2 separate regions of the Mus musculus genome follow, and region 1 is linked to region 2. A link is a contact called in public Hi-C data. All regions are on one chromosome and are shown on one strand. The core of a region is the stretch at or near the end of the contact, and the rest is flanking DNA. Distances in the headings are between cores, read along the strand shown.

Region 1 (6,777 bases), core at 4,098-6,597, 180 kb before region 2:
TGGTGGCTGGTAGAGACCCGCTTCGGCTGACTGATCAGTCTGTGCTGATTGTTAACCCCTTCAACTCTAACGGGTTTAACTGTTCTAATCTTCAGCCCGTGTAACCTCACATTCCCCAGTGAGTGATGAGAAAGCCACCTTTAAGAGCTTTGTTACAATCTGCAGTTTATATTTGTTCTAGATTATTATGACAATCAAAAAAGAAAGAAAGAAAGAAAGAAAGAAAGAAAGAAAGAAAGAAAGAAAGAGAGAGAAAAAAAGAAAGAAAGAAAATGAACGCTCTTGCCATTTCTTTCTGCGCTATCAACTATCTCAAGTCTGGGCAGCAGCACTGGGTACCAGGCCTGTCACAATTACCAGTGTGTATGAGCCCCTGGTGTCTCATGCTTGTGCCAATGGCCAGTCTTATTAGAAGCAGTTTTCGTAAGTTTTCTGAGGGTGAAACTGTATCTTGTTGTTACAGTGAGATCCCCAACCCGGTTACTATAAAGTAGAGAATAGCTTGATACCCATTGGCAATTGGTACACTCCTTTCTCTGTGTGTTCTTAGCTCTTTTTTCCCCTGAACTTCGATTTTGTAAGTAGTGTGCCTTGAAGATATTTTTATATCTATGTACAAGCTCTGTATATCTATGTACAATGCATGGACATTACTTTGTAGTGGTCGGAATGAGAAATGCTCCCTGCAGGTTCATGGACTTGGGCAGGAGGTGTCTGTCGGTGCTGCTGTTTAGTATGATTGTGGAACCCTTAGGAGGTGGAGACTCGTTGGGGGACATATATGACCCAGGGCAGGGCTTAGAAGGTGTATAGCCTCACTCCACTTCCTGTTTCCTGCCCCACTTCCTGTTTCCTCTCTTCTGTTTTTTGAGTGTGGATAGAAAGGTTCAGCCAGCTTCCTGCCTCACCTGTCTTCCCCACCTGTGGCCATGCCCTTCTTGGCAGGGTGGACTCTCTCAGGAACTGTAAACCAAAGTAAGTTCCTACACTGCTGCTGTTTGCTGACATATTCTATCCCAGCAATGAAATGTAACTACAAATATGGTTTGTTTAATCAGGTCTTTGTTCCTCCTCCTTCTCCTCTTCCTCCTCTTCTTCTTTTGTACAAATATTGCTTTACTTGATATAATTTAGTGGGTATATCCACAGACAAATTTCTTTGTAGGAGATAAATTATAGAGCAAAAAGTACTAAGTTTTATGTTTCAAGAGATATCGTTAAACATTTCTGAAACCTTGTGCCACTTTATGCTCTCCCACTGACAAATGCCACATCTGTTGTAATTTGTGTCAGGAAAGAGCTATTTGTACTTTCCAAGTGACACTGTTGTAACTGTTCCTAGTGTTTCTATTTTCTGTTGGTATAACAAAATACCTGAAGGTGGAAACTTCACAGAGAGATTACGTTTATTCAGCCTTCAGTTTTGGAGGCTGGAAAGCCAGGATTCTTTGTCCTTTGATGGGTGACCTCATAACAAGCATCACCACGGAGAGAAGACCTATGGCAGAAATCACATAAGAGACCAGAAGCTTGAACGAGCCAAGGCCAACTTGCCCTCTTTATAACCAGAGACCCCAGAACAGCATCCATCCTTCCCGAGGACAGCATCCCCACCTTCAGCCCAGGCTCTTAAGGCTTCCACAGCCTCAAACCCAGCACTCCGGAGACTCAGCTCCAGCTGGTGGGCTTTGGAGGCCACAGTCAGACATTATCCAACTACAGCACATCACCATACCATTGCTGCAATGCTTTCACCCTGGTTCTCACAAGCAGCGGGTGAGATGGTCCTCCGCCACTGCCTCACTTCTCACTGAAGCTTGGGGAAAGTTTGTTGTTGTTGTTGTTGTTGTTGTTGTTGTTGTTGTTGTTGTTGTTGCCCTGCCTTCATTTCCCCACCCAACTCCACAGGAATCTATTTCCTTATCCCACCATGTTGAGTTAGACATGGGACTCCTCTGGGTAGAGATCTAAATTCAGTTACATGGCTTAGCTCGAGCATCCCATTGCCCTTGAGGTGAGTGTACTCGAGCTGGTTCAGGTTTCAGAATGACGCTCACAGTGCCCTGTAAGAACTGGATCTACAGCCCAATTCGACCACCTTGGCTGAGCCCCAGATCTGAGAGTGAGAGAGACATGCCCATTGGGGTACATCACTGAGAGTTGAGGTTTGTTTTGTTATACAGTATGATCAGAGGATTACTGCATGAAAGCTACTTATGAATTTTGTTGGTACTGGCAATTGTGCCGTGTGCTTTGACTTTGAGACAGGGCCTTACTAAATTGTTCCTTCTGCCCTTGAATGTGTTCTGTATCTAAGACAGACCTTGAACCTGTGATCCTCCTTCTGTAGCCTTATGAGTAGCTGGAATTTCAGGACTGTGCCACCAGATTCAACATCGCTGCTGTATTTTAAAACACTGTATATGTGTAAACACACATGTACAATTTTATAGATATACCTAGAATTTATAATTGTTATAAAGGTTTCCATGTTTTTTTCCTTTTTCCTTGTTAAGGCAGTTACTCTGTCTTTATTCTCCTATCCACAGAAACCCCCTTCCCTTTTCAAGTAACGCATGCTGTCAACCTACTGTGTGCCTGCCCATTCTTACTCTGCTGGCTAGCTTTTTGTTTATTTGACACAGATTAGACTCATCTAAAAGGAAGTCTCCACTGAGAAAGATCCGGCTGTGGGTGGGCCTGTACAGCGTTTTCTTAGTTAATGACTAATGGGGAGGGTCCAGCCCACTGTGGGCTGTTTCACCCCTGGGCTGTGGCTGTGGGTGCTATAAGAGGGAGCCATGAGAAGCCAACCAGTAAACACCACTCCTCCAGAGCCTCTGCAGAGCTCCTGGCTCCAGGTTCCCACCCACCCTACATTCCTGCCCTGACTTCCTTCTATGCTAAACAGTGATGTGGAATTGTAAGAAAAATAAACTCTGCTGGTCATGGTGTTTCACATTAGTAATAGAAATCCTAAGACACCTTTACTTATATTCCTATATATTCATTTAAAATAACAAACACAGCAGGTGATAGCCAACTAGCTGAAACATTCAATATTACTATATCACTGTATGCTACACACACACACACATCTGACATTTTGTGCTTTCCATAGTGGCACAAAATTATGAACATTGTTGCTTTCTTATTATTCTTACAAAGAAACATCTCAGGCCTTAAATTCCAGTGTGACATGCATGGCTTTCTCACTTATCATGGCTGCTGTATGGAGCCATAATCAAACCAGCCTGATATGTCAACATTTGGTCCACAATGCTGTGTCCCTAAGGCATCCATCTGGTCCCAGGGATGGTGGGCTGATGATGGGTGGTGCATTTTGCTATATGGTGCCAGCTTCTTGTGTTCAAATGTGACAATTCACATTCATAACTGCCAACAGCATTTAGGAAACTATTTCCTTCTTCCACACTCCAAGAAATAAGTAAGTGGCTTTCTGGGTTTTGTCAACTATATAGGCAAAAGCAATCCTCTGAAACTGTGTACCGGGAATTTCGGTATCTTTGCTTATTCTAGTGTGCTATCTCAACCTTGTTAATATCTGCAAGGGTTTTTTTTTTTTTTTTTTTTGGATATTGATCTTAACCATACATTGAATTTTTTTTTTACTCTAGTATTTGTCCACTGATTTTGTTTAGGTTCTTGTTTGCCTCTGGCCCAGCTCCCATTTTCCATGTCTCTCCCCTAATCTCATCTCCTCTCTTTTTCTTTCCTTTCCACCTGCTTCAGTGTGGCCACTTTTCTTCCCCTTTGTTTTGTTCAGTCAGCTCTCGCTTCTCTCTGTCCTTACCTCCTCTTGTCTCTAGCTCCCTGTGTTGATTTTAAGTGCAGAGAGCCTGGCTTGTGTCATCTATACAGCTGTGAAAGACTAAAGGTGACTGGAGCAGACACAAAGAGGCACCAAATTCTCAATTCTCAGAACTGGGTTGAGACTTTGAGAAGGTTTCCTTTTTCATGGAGAACCACCCCTAGGCCTCCTGGAGAGCCTAATCCCATAGGTCTGGTGTAGGATGCAGATGGTGTGTGTGTGTGTGTGTGTGTGTGTGTGTGTGTGTGTGTGTGTGTGTGTGCAGGACATTCCAGTACAGTACACAGTTAAGACCAACAACCTGTAAATGAGGATTGGAATGGGGGAACTGGGCTGTTGATCCCCAGTGTCCGTACCTTGCTTAGAAGACTGAAATCCAGGTTGTTGAAGTCCCAGGTGACTTGCTCCAACAGCTGTACAGCTCAGCTCAGTGCAGGACAGTCTGAGTCTGCAGGTCCATCTGGGCAGGACCTGTTCAAAAGGCAGCACAGCTGAAGTACTCCAGGTGGCCAGAAGGTGGCAGTGTAGTCGTGTGATACTCAGGCGACCTGCTGGCCCGGAGGATGCTAAAGCCAGACTGGCAAACCGTGAGGTGGGAGGGATTCTCTGGCCCTCTGACGACCAAGTTCACCCAGCATCTATTGAAGTGAGCTATCTCATGTCAAATACTCTCATTTAATCTTCATGGAAGCCCCAAATAAGGCACATTATTTCTCATCTACCAAACGGGGAAGGTAATTTCTTTGTATTCAGCTACAGTTACTGTATGTACTGCTTCCTCCAGTGTCAGCATATTAACACAAGAGACACTCCATTCATTAGTTCATTCATGCTGATCATTCCTTCCCTGCCCTTCTGTCCTCTACCCCTTCCAGGGACAGCAACGATAACTGCGTTAACCAAGGAAACGCAACGTCCATAGTTGTTCGCACTTTAACAGGTCACTGAGGAAGCAAATAACGGTTGGATCATGATGACATAAAAGCCCTGAGGTGGCCTCTGACACACAGCTAGGACAAAGGTCACACTGAATATCTGTGGACCCAGTGCGGGACCTTACTTGGCTAATGTGACATTACTGGATGATCCCTCACAGCAGTTTTCCAGGGGACATGGCTCTACAGATTCTCACCGTCTCTATGGCTCCTTTTCCTTGCATCTATCTTCATGCTTCCCTTGGCCATCAAAGGGCTGTGCCAGGCTGGTGGCCACTGAGAGAGGAGGGCTTCCCAACTCATCTCCTTCCTCTAGCTCTGCCTCTCTCCTGGTGTCAGCATCATCATCACACAGGCCACAGTAGCCCAGGCTCTCACACCTACCTGTGCTAAGTCCATCCATCTGTCTATCCATCCACCTGTCTGTCCATTTGTCCATCCACCTGTTCATGTGTCCATTCTTTATCCACGCATCCATCGGCCCTCCATCCATCCACTCAGATGCTTCCAGCATCCAGCCAAGGCCTGAGTTTGCCAAGGCTAAATTTAACCCGCAGCTGCCTCATCAGATGCTGGATATTTTCAGTGAGGAGTCTCGGGCCGCTGAGCTGGAAGCCTCTGAGGGCTGCTGGCCAGAGCTTACACCCGTGCTTTGGGTTGAGCTCAGCATCCAGGCTGTTTCGAGAACTTGTCTCTTCCACTCTCTTCCTTTTAATTTTTAAAGAGATATTGTAATGCTATCATTTCCTCCTTTCCTTTCCTCCCTCTAAACCTTCTCATGAACCTCTCCCAAAGATGGAACGAGCAACAGCCGAGAGCCAAAGAGTCAAGTGACTTAGAGAAGCGGATTCTACCCCACCCCCACAGCACTGATGGTACCGGCACCCCTCACAGCCCGCAGAGCTAGACTTCAGGCGAGTCTCTGGTGGTTGTGATGCCTGAGGGACTAAGCTTTGTAAACCTGTCTTCTGCTATCCCATTGCTGGGACTAAACACCAAGTACTAACTAGGTTTAGGTATTTTATAGAGAGCCTTTTATTTAAGACATCAAAGATTGGACTCATCCCTCAGTCCCCTCACATCCACCCTGATGGAAACTGAGGCAAGATGAGAGCAAGTGACAGAAGGACAGCTCTACACTGTCACCTGCACACTGTCACCTGCACCCTGTCACCTCCACCCTGTCACCTCCACCCTGTCACCTGCATAGTCACCTGCACACTGTCACCTCCATACTGTCACCTGCACCCTGTCACTTGCACCCTGTCACCTACACCTTGTCACCTGCACACTGTCACCTGCACCCTGTCACCTGCACCCTGTCACTTGTACCCTGTCACCTGCACTCTGACACCTGTACTCTGTTACCTGCACACCGTCACTTGCACACTGTCACCTGCACACTGTCACCTGTACCCTGCCATCTCCACACTGTCACCTGCACCCTGTAACCTCCACACTGTCACCTGCAGCAGCCTGAGTTCTCTTTATAGACCACCACGGGGGGGGGGGGGGGAAACCCTGATCCTGGGCTGCCACCTGGGCAGGAATTTCAGGATGAGCCAATAGGAGACAGAGTTGGAATTTACTAAAAGCAAAAAGGAGGGCAGCTGGGGAGGAAACACAGGTGTGGGCTGCTCACAAAGGAGTCGGGTTTCAAGAGTCCTCCTGGTGACTATGTCTGGGTTCTGGAAGCGTCTGGGGTTCGCTGCTCAGCAGGTTCCTAAGGGACACTCCCCTCCCCTACCTCTCCACTCTTGAGATTAGAAGTTGGCACTGAAGGTGCCTTTGGTGGGATTGCAATCCAGTAAGGCGCCAGGAGGAGCCCCGTAGATTGCACAAAGGGTTTGTTTAGGACCCATCTTTTCCTGTTAAGTGTGGTTTCTGGTGAGAGCCTAGGAAACCACAGGTTTGCAGGTGAGGTTTGCAAGGCCTTAAATGGATGTCATTGGCTGTGTTGTCATCCTCGACTCTCAGCTGGTGAGAGGCTTCACCCAGCTTCTGAGCTGA
Region 2 (6,770 bases), core at 3,990-6,489:
GTTTTGTTCCCAATTCTAAGGAGGGGCATAGTGTCCACACTTTAGTCTTCATTCTTCTTGAGTTTCATGTGCAAATTGTATCTTATATCTTGGGTATCCTAGGTTTGGGGCTAATATCCACTTATCAGTGAGTACATATTGAGTGAGTTCCTTTGTGAATGTGTTACCTCACTCAGGATGATGTCCTCCAGGTCCATCCATTTGGCTAGGAATTTCATAAATTCATTTTTTAATAGCTGAGTAGTACTCCATTGTGTAGATGTACCACATTTTCTGTATCCATTCCTCTGTTGAGGGGCATCTGGGTTCTTTCCAGCTTCTGGCTATTATAAATAAGGCTGCTATGAACATAGTGGAGCATGTGTCCTTCTTACCAGTTGGGGCATCTTCTGGATATATGCCCAGGAGAGGTATTGCTGGATCCTCCGGTAGTACTATGTCCAATTTTCTGAGGAACCGCCAGACTGATTTCCAGAGTGGTTGTACAAGCGTTGGTGGGGTTGCAATCCCACCAACAATGGAGGAGTGTTCCTCTTTCTCCACATCCACGCCAGCATCTGCTGTCACCTGAATTTTTGATCTTAGCCATTCTGACTGGTGTGAGGTGGAATCTCAGGGTTGTTTTGATTTGCATTTCCCTGATGATTAAGGATGTTGAACATCTTTTCAGGTGCTTCTTTGCCATTCGGTATTCCTTAGGTGAGAATTCTTTGTTCAGTTCTGAGCCCCATTTTTTAATGGGGTTATTCGATTTTCTGAAGTCCACCTTCTTGAGTTCTTTATATATGTTGGATATTAGTCCCCTATCTGATTTAGGATAGGTAAAGATCCTTTCCCAATCTGTTGGTGGTCTTTTTGTCTTATTGACGGTGTCTTTTGCCTTGCAGAAACTTTGGAGTTTCATTAGGTCCCATTTGTCAATTCTCGATCTTACAGCACAAGCCATTGCTGTTCTGTTCAGGAATTTTTCCCCTGTGCCCATATCTTCAAGGGTTTTCCCCACTTTTTCCTCTATAAGTTTCAGTGTCTCTGGTTTTATGTGAAGTTCCTTGATCCACTTAGATTTGACTTTAGTACAAGGAGATAAGTATGGATCGATTCGCATTCTTCTACATGATAACAACCAGTTGTGCCAGCACCAATTGTTGAAAATGCTGTCTTTCTTCCACTGGATGGTTTTAGCTCCCTTGTCAAAGATCAAGTGACCATAGGTGTGTGGGTTCATTTCTGGGTCTTCAATTCTATTCCATTGGTCTACTTGTCTGTCTCTATACCAGTACCATGCAGTTTTTATCACAATTGCTCTGTAGTAAAGCTTTAGGTCAGGCATGGTGATTCCACCAGAGGTTCTTTTATCCTTGAGAAGACTTTTTGCTATCCTAGGTTTTTTGTTATTCCAGATGAATTTGCAAATTGCTCCTTCTAATTCGTTGAAGAATTGAGTTGGAATTTTGATGGGGATTGCATTGAATCTGTAGATTGCTTTTGGCAAGATAGCCATTTTTACAATGTTGATCCTGCCAATCCATGAGCATGGGAGATCTTTCCATCTTCTGAGATCTTCTTTAATTTCTTTCTTCAGAGATTTGAAGTTTTTATCATACAGATCTTTCACCTCCTTAGTTAGAGTCACTCCAAGATATTTTATATTATTTGTGACTATTGAGAAGGGTGTTGTTTCCCTAGTTTCTTTCTCAGCCTGTTTATTCTTTGTATAGAGAAAGGCCATTGACTTGTTTGAGTTTATTTTATATCCAGCTACTTCACCGAAGCTGTTTATCAGGTTTAGGAGTTCTCTGGTAGAATTTTTAGGGGCACTTATATATACTATCATATCATCTGCAAAAAGTGATGTTTTGACTTCCTCTTTTCCAATTTGTATCCCCTTGATCTCCTTTTGTTGTCGAATTGCTCTGGCTAATACTTCAAGTACTATGTTGAAAAGGTAGGGAGAAAGTGGGCAGCCTTGTCTAGTCCCTGATTTTAGTGGGATTGCTTCCAGCTTCTCTCCATTTACTTTGATGTTGGCTACTGGTTTGCTGTAGATTGCTTTTTATCATGTTTAGGTATGGGCCTTGAATTCCTGATCTTTCCAAAACTTTTATCATGAATGGGTGTTGAATCTTGTCAAATGCTTCTTCTGCATCTAACGAGATGATCATGTGGTTTTTGTCTTTGAGTTTGTTTATATAATGGATTACATTGATGGATTTTCGTATATTAAACCATCCCTGCATTCCTGGAATAAAACCTACTTGGTCAGGATGGATGATTGCTTTAATGTGTTCTTGGATTCGGTTAGCAAGAATTTTATTGAGGATTTTTGCATCGATATTCATAAGAGAAATTGGTCTGAAGTTCTCTATTTTTGTTGGGTCTTTCTGTGGTTTAGGTATCAGAGTAATAGTGGCTTCATAAAATGAGTTGGGTAGAGTACCTTCTACTTCTATTTTGTGAAATAGTTTGTGCAGAACTGGAATTAGATCTTCTTTGAAGGTCTGATAGAACTCTGCACTAAACCCGTCTGGTCCTGGGCTTTTTTTGGCTGGGAGACTATTAATAACTGCTTCTATTTCTTTAGGTGATATGGGACTGTTTAGATGGTCAACTTGATCCTGATTCAACTTTGGTACCTGGTATCTGTCCAGAAATTTGTCCATTTCCTCCAGGTTTTCCAGTTTTGTTGAGTATAACCTTTTGTAGAAGGATCTGATGGTGTTTTGGATTTCTTCAGGATCTGTTGTTATGTCTCCCTTTTCATTTCTGATTTTGTTAATTAGGATTTTGTCCCTGTGCCCTTTAGTGAGTCTAGCTAAAGGTTTATCTATCTTGTTGATTTTCTCAAAGAACCAACTCCTCGTTTGGTTAATTCTTTGAATAGTTCTTCTTGTTTCCACTTGGTTGATTCCACCCCTGGGTTTGATTGTCCCTATTTTATGAGCGGTTGTTTCTAGATCATATTCTTTCTCTGTCTTGTTCTCTGCACACATTGTACCATCCCTGACACATGGGGTTCTGTGGACTATGGCTTGGTCCTACTTGAATCACCTGGACATCTGATGAATATATTTGTTAGTTTCTCTTTTTTCAAAACAAGGACTTCCGATACAGCCCTGGCTAGCTTGGAGCTTGTTATGTAGCCAAGACTGGCCTGGAACTCAGAGAGACCTGCATGCCTCTGCCTTCCCACCATGCCTGGCACATTACTTGCTCTTCTACCTAGGACTGTGACAGCTCTTCCAGCAGCGGGGCCAAGACTCCCACCAGGCAATCTTAAGGAGATACTGTTGTTAAGAAATTTAATATTTTTTTATAAGTAGAGGCTCAATCACATTTTGCTACATTTACATTTTTTTTGGTACAAAAATAATGATATTCAAAAGTTCTGCTGCAAACAGACACCGTGTAGCAGGTTTACTGCGCTGTAGCAAGCAGCTTTCAAATGCAGGTTGTTTTTCTCTCACTGCTAGCAAGGTCTTCCAGGACCTGCCAACCTCATCTCAAATGTGTACAAACGCAGACTTCCCTGCTGCAGACACGCATGCACCACAGATGGTAAATAGTTTTTTTCCTTTAAAAATGTGGGTTTATTTCCTGGGCCATTAAAATGCAAATGCTGAGAAGTGAACATGCCTCCCCCAATTTCTGCAGCTTTGCCAGAGCCACTGTTCCCAAACCAATCCTAAACACAAATGTCCTCTGGGTGGTGGTGGTGGTGGTGGTAAAGGCATTCCCAGAACAAAAGGTTGTCCATGGTACTATTACCATAAAGAGAGAGAGAGAGTGAGAGAGTGAGAGAGAGAAAGAGGTAGTCGTGACCCTTCTGAACTTTAAAATGTAGATACATCAACAATCATAAATGTTTTAATCAATATGTCACTTTATACTAAATTGGAAAAGAATTACATAATAGGTTGAAGGGGTAGCTGCACAGCGGGCTGATGCACAGCGGAGCTTTAAGAGAGCAATGCTAGCTAAGTCCCTCAGTTGGAAGAGCCAGGAAATCAGCTTGGGGAAAACAGCTTTGTCTGCCCATCCACAACTTTAATCCTCAGATCCTCCTTCAAAGGTCTGGGATAGTCATCCACAGCTAGGAGACCTAGGTGATCTGATTTTTTTTTTTTCGAGGAGAAGAACGTTCCAAGTAGGCAGGGGTGGTGACTCCCATAGCGTGACCCACAGGTGAACCCTGAAGAAGTCCCTGAACTCAGCACACCATGGCCATGCTCCAGTCACGGGCACTGGGAAGTCTCTCTGTCTTCAACACTGACAGTGCACACAGGCAAAGCTAGGGAGGTTTGAGAGTGGGGCCTAACCTCTCAGTGTCAGGGCAGGGAGGATGGAGTGGACAAATGGTTCTACTTGTCACACAAGGGATTCATCATGAAGAAGAGATCCAGGGAAGTAAAGGCAGACAAGCTGGGAGGACGGGACCCGGTAGGACTTTGAAGATGAGGGAACCTTCCAAAGTTTCAAGCTGGTTGAGGCTTGAACCAAAAACAGCTGGGCGCCTGATCCAGGCTTTCCCTCATCTGTGGCTTGAGTCTTTTGGTGTCATAGCCATGAAATCATTATTATAGATAATTCATGCAGGTTTTTTTTTCTTCTATGTCTCTCCAGGCATTGTACATTTAAGCCTTCAGTCCGTTTTGAGTGTAATGTATGGTTTAAGAATCTAATTTAAGTATCTTGTTATGTAGTTTTCTTAATATCCTGAGTATTTATACAAAAGAATTGCAATAAGGCTCTCAAAGAGGGCTCTGCACTACTGTGTTGCTTGAAGGGAGACTATAAGACATTATAGGTAAGAGTAGGGAGAAGGCTTCCCTCCCAGGCCTTGTGTTTTGCAGAGGACCTTCCTAAACACTCTTCCAAATTGTCAGCACATATAAGAGGAAGAAATAGGAGCCCAGACCCAAACTTTTAGATAGCCTTGAAGGAAAGGCACAAACTAAGTCAACACCCATATTCTTCTCTCTTGGTCTTTCCTTCAGAAAGAACAAAATGGATAAAAACTCCATTTCACTGACCACAATCTGACAGAATTGAAGTCACAGAAAATAGAACAGGCAATTGATAACATCAACTGTTGTGGGGGAGGAAGGGAGGGGCTGCAAAGGAGCAGAGGGAGGACACAGAAGGTGGAAGGAAATAGTTCTTGTCCTGCCCTTCCTAGGCTGCATTTCAACAAGCGCTACCCCAAGCTGGCAGCAGGCCCACCTTGACTTAGCCAGTCAGCACGGCTGAAGCAGAGCAGGCTGCCAGAACTGTTTGTTGCTAAGAGAAATAAAACCCTGGCAGAGGCAGCCTGGAGTGAGCCAGTAAATCAGATGATTCTCCTGATTTCCACAATTGTGTGAAAGTCACATGGCAAAAAAAGCCAACACATCATCTTAAATGAGTCTCTCAGCACCCCGAAGTCAGCCAGATGACATCTTTAATAAAACATGACATTTATTCAAATTTCCGTTTGAAAATTTCTGCCTCTTAAGGAGAAATGAGCATTGCATTCAAAGGGTGTTTGGCTTGCTTAGGAAAATATGTTCTTCAGTTTATATGCTAAGTACAGAGTATAGCAAGCCTATTATAGGCATGGAACAGATAAGCATTCCATAGGTGAGGTGTGGCCATGGGGTATACAATCCTTTGACTATAGAGATAGCTGCCCTGTTGAGAGAACGTAGGCTCATATTTCATAACAAACCAACAGCACAGCCAATGAGAGGCCCATAATTAAAATCATAAGTAATGGTGACCTTGAATGTGGTAGGAAAGCAAGAGCTGGGTCACCACTGGCCATTTCTTGGAAGTCGGCTTTGGCAAATATGACCAAAGAAGTGCCTTGATCCCCCTTCACCATAGAAATACAAAGGGAAAGGTGATTTAATCTTAAAAGTGGTATCTCAGAGGCTAGCATAATAAACAGTAGCAGCAGCATTTTTAAGAACTTTACTAATGAGGAAGAAACACTGACATCTTAAGATCCAGAGAGACAGGACTTAGATAAAATTAAAGTGCCTTGGCAGTCTGGTCATGTCCTAAGACAGGTCCTAGCTCCCTCAGATATAACTGACTTTTTTGTGTATGCAATCGGTTCTTACTACATAAGCGGATAACCATATTTCATGTTGTTCCAAAGGTCAGAGTAGAACCCAATGTTTCAAAAAACAAACAAACAAACAAACAAAAAAACCCCAAAAACCCAACCAAACAAAACAAACAGGACAAACAGTGACAATGCAGTGGGTGGCTTTGAATGCAGAGTGATGTGACTCTGAAGCTTTTGGGTGTCTGTGTGCAGTGCTCGTCTAGGGTCATGTGATTCCTTAGCAAGGATTTCTTCCCCTCAGAAGTAGCATCTTCCCTCCCAGTCACTGACCATCAATGTGAGGCACAACCACTACAAGGTCTAAACACCACAGCTGGTCCTGTCACAGTGACTTTTCATGGAATCTGGCCACTTAGATGTGCTAGCACTTGCCTATCCCTATCCCTGTGGCTGACTGGAGCTCCTGCCCTTACGGCTCATAGGAAAAACATCTCCCTCATCTCCCTCCCTCTCCAAGAGTAGGAGTCAATGTTTCAATAAAAACACATAAGAGAATGGTCCAGCTGCCTGGTGATGCAGTAGGTGGTGTTGAATGTAGAGTGTCCCTGCTCCTTGGAGCTCTTAGGTATCTGTGTACAACAATGAACTCTGCCATGTGTTTGCACTCCCCAGCTCATGGCCAGATGAGAGGACAATCTTCTTGCCTGTGGCCATGTCAGTT

What was found. A called contact is a pair of places that touch in the nucleus more often than the background predicts.
Region 1: a Hi-C map of cortical neurons shows a contact between it and region 2, with 2.8 times the contacts expected there. The contact joins two enhancer-like sites. A contact is called at or near these places in 1 of 39 promoter capture datasets (neutrophils), 3 of 15 datasets of contacts at CTCF or cohesin (the G1E-ER4 cell line and embryonic stem cells), 33 of 484 Hi-C or Micro-C datasets (B cells, ECoMG-derived neutrophils, the G1E-ER4 cell line and 16 more), 3 of 115 datasets of contacts at active chromatin or transcription factors (astrocytes, bone marrow-derived dendritic cells and embryonic stem cells) and 1 of 9 other capture datasets (embryonic stem cells).

Annotation. Positions count from the first base shown.
Region 1 is chr12:32,895,246-32,902,022 of GRCm38.p6, reverse strand. The region is part of intron 2 of Gm33484 (a long non-coding RNA gene); the gene reads left to right. Among named protein-coding and RNA genes, the nearest start is that of Gm33484, 10 kb to the left of the region's middle. Within about 2 kb of position 5,347, at least 37 of the 459 cell types and tissues checked have an H3K27ac peak or open chromatin away from gene starts, as enhancers often do. A contact at or near this core is called in cerebral cortex and cortical neurons, where this site is marked.
Region 2 is chr12:32,716,165-32,722,934 of GRCm38.p6, reverse strand. No RefSeq gene overlaps it. Among named protein-coding and RNA genes, the nearest start is that of Gm40376, 5.2 kb to the left of the region's middle. Within about 2 kb of position 5,239, at least 33 of the 459 cell types and tissues checked have an H3K27ac peak or open chromatin away from gene starts, as enhancers often do. A contact at or near this core is called in cerebral cortex and cortical neurons, where this site is marked.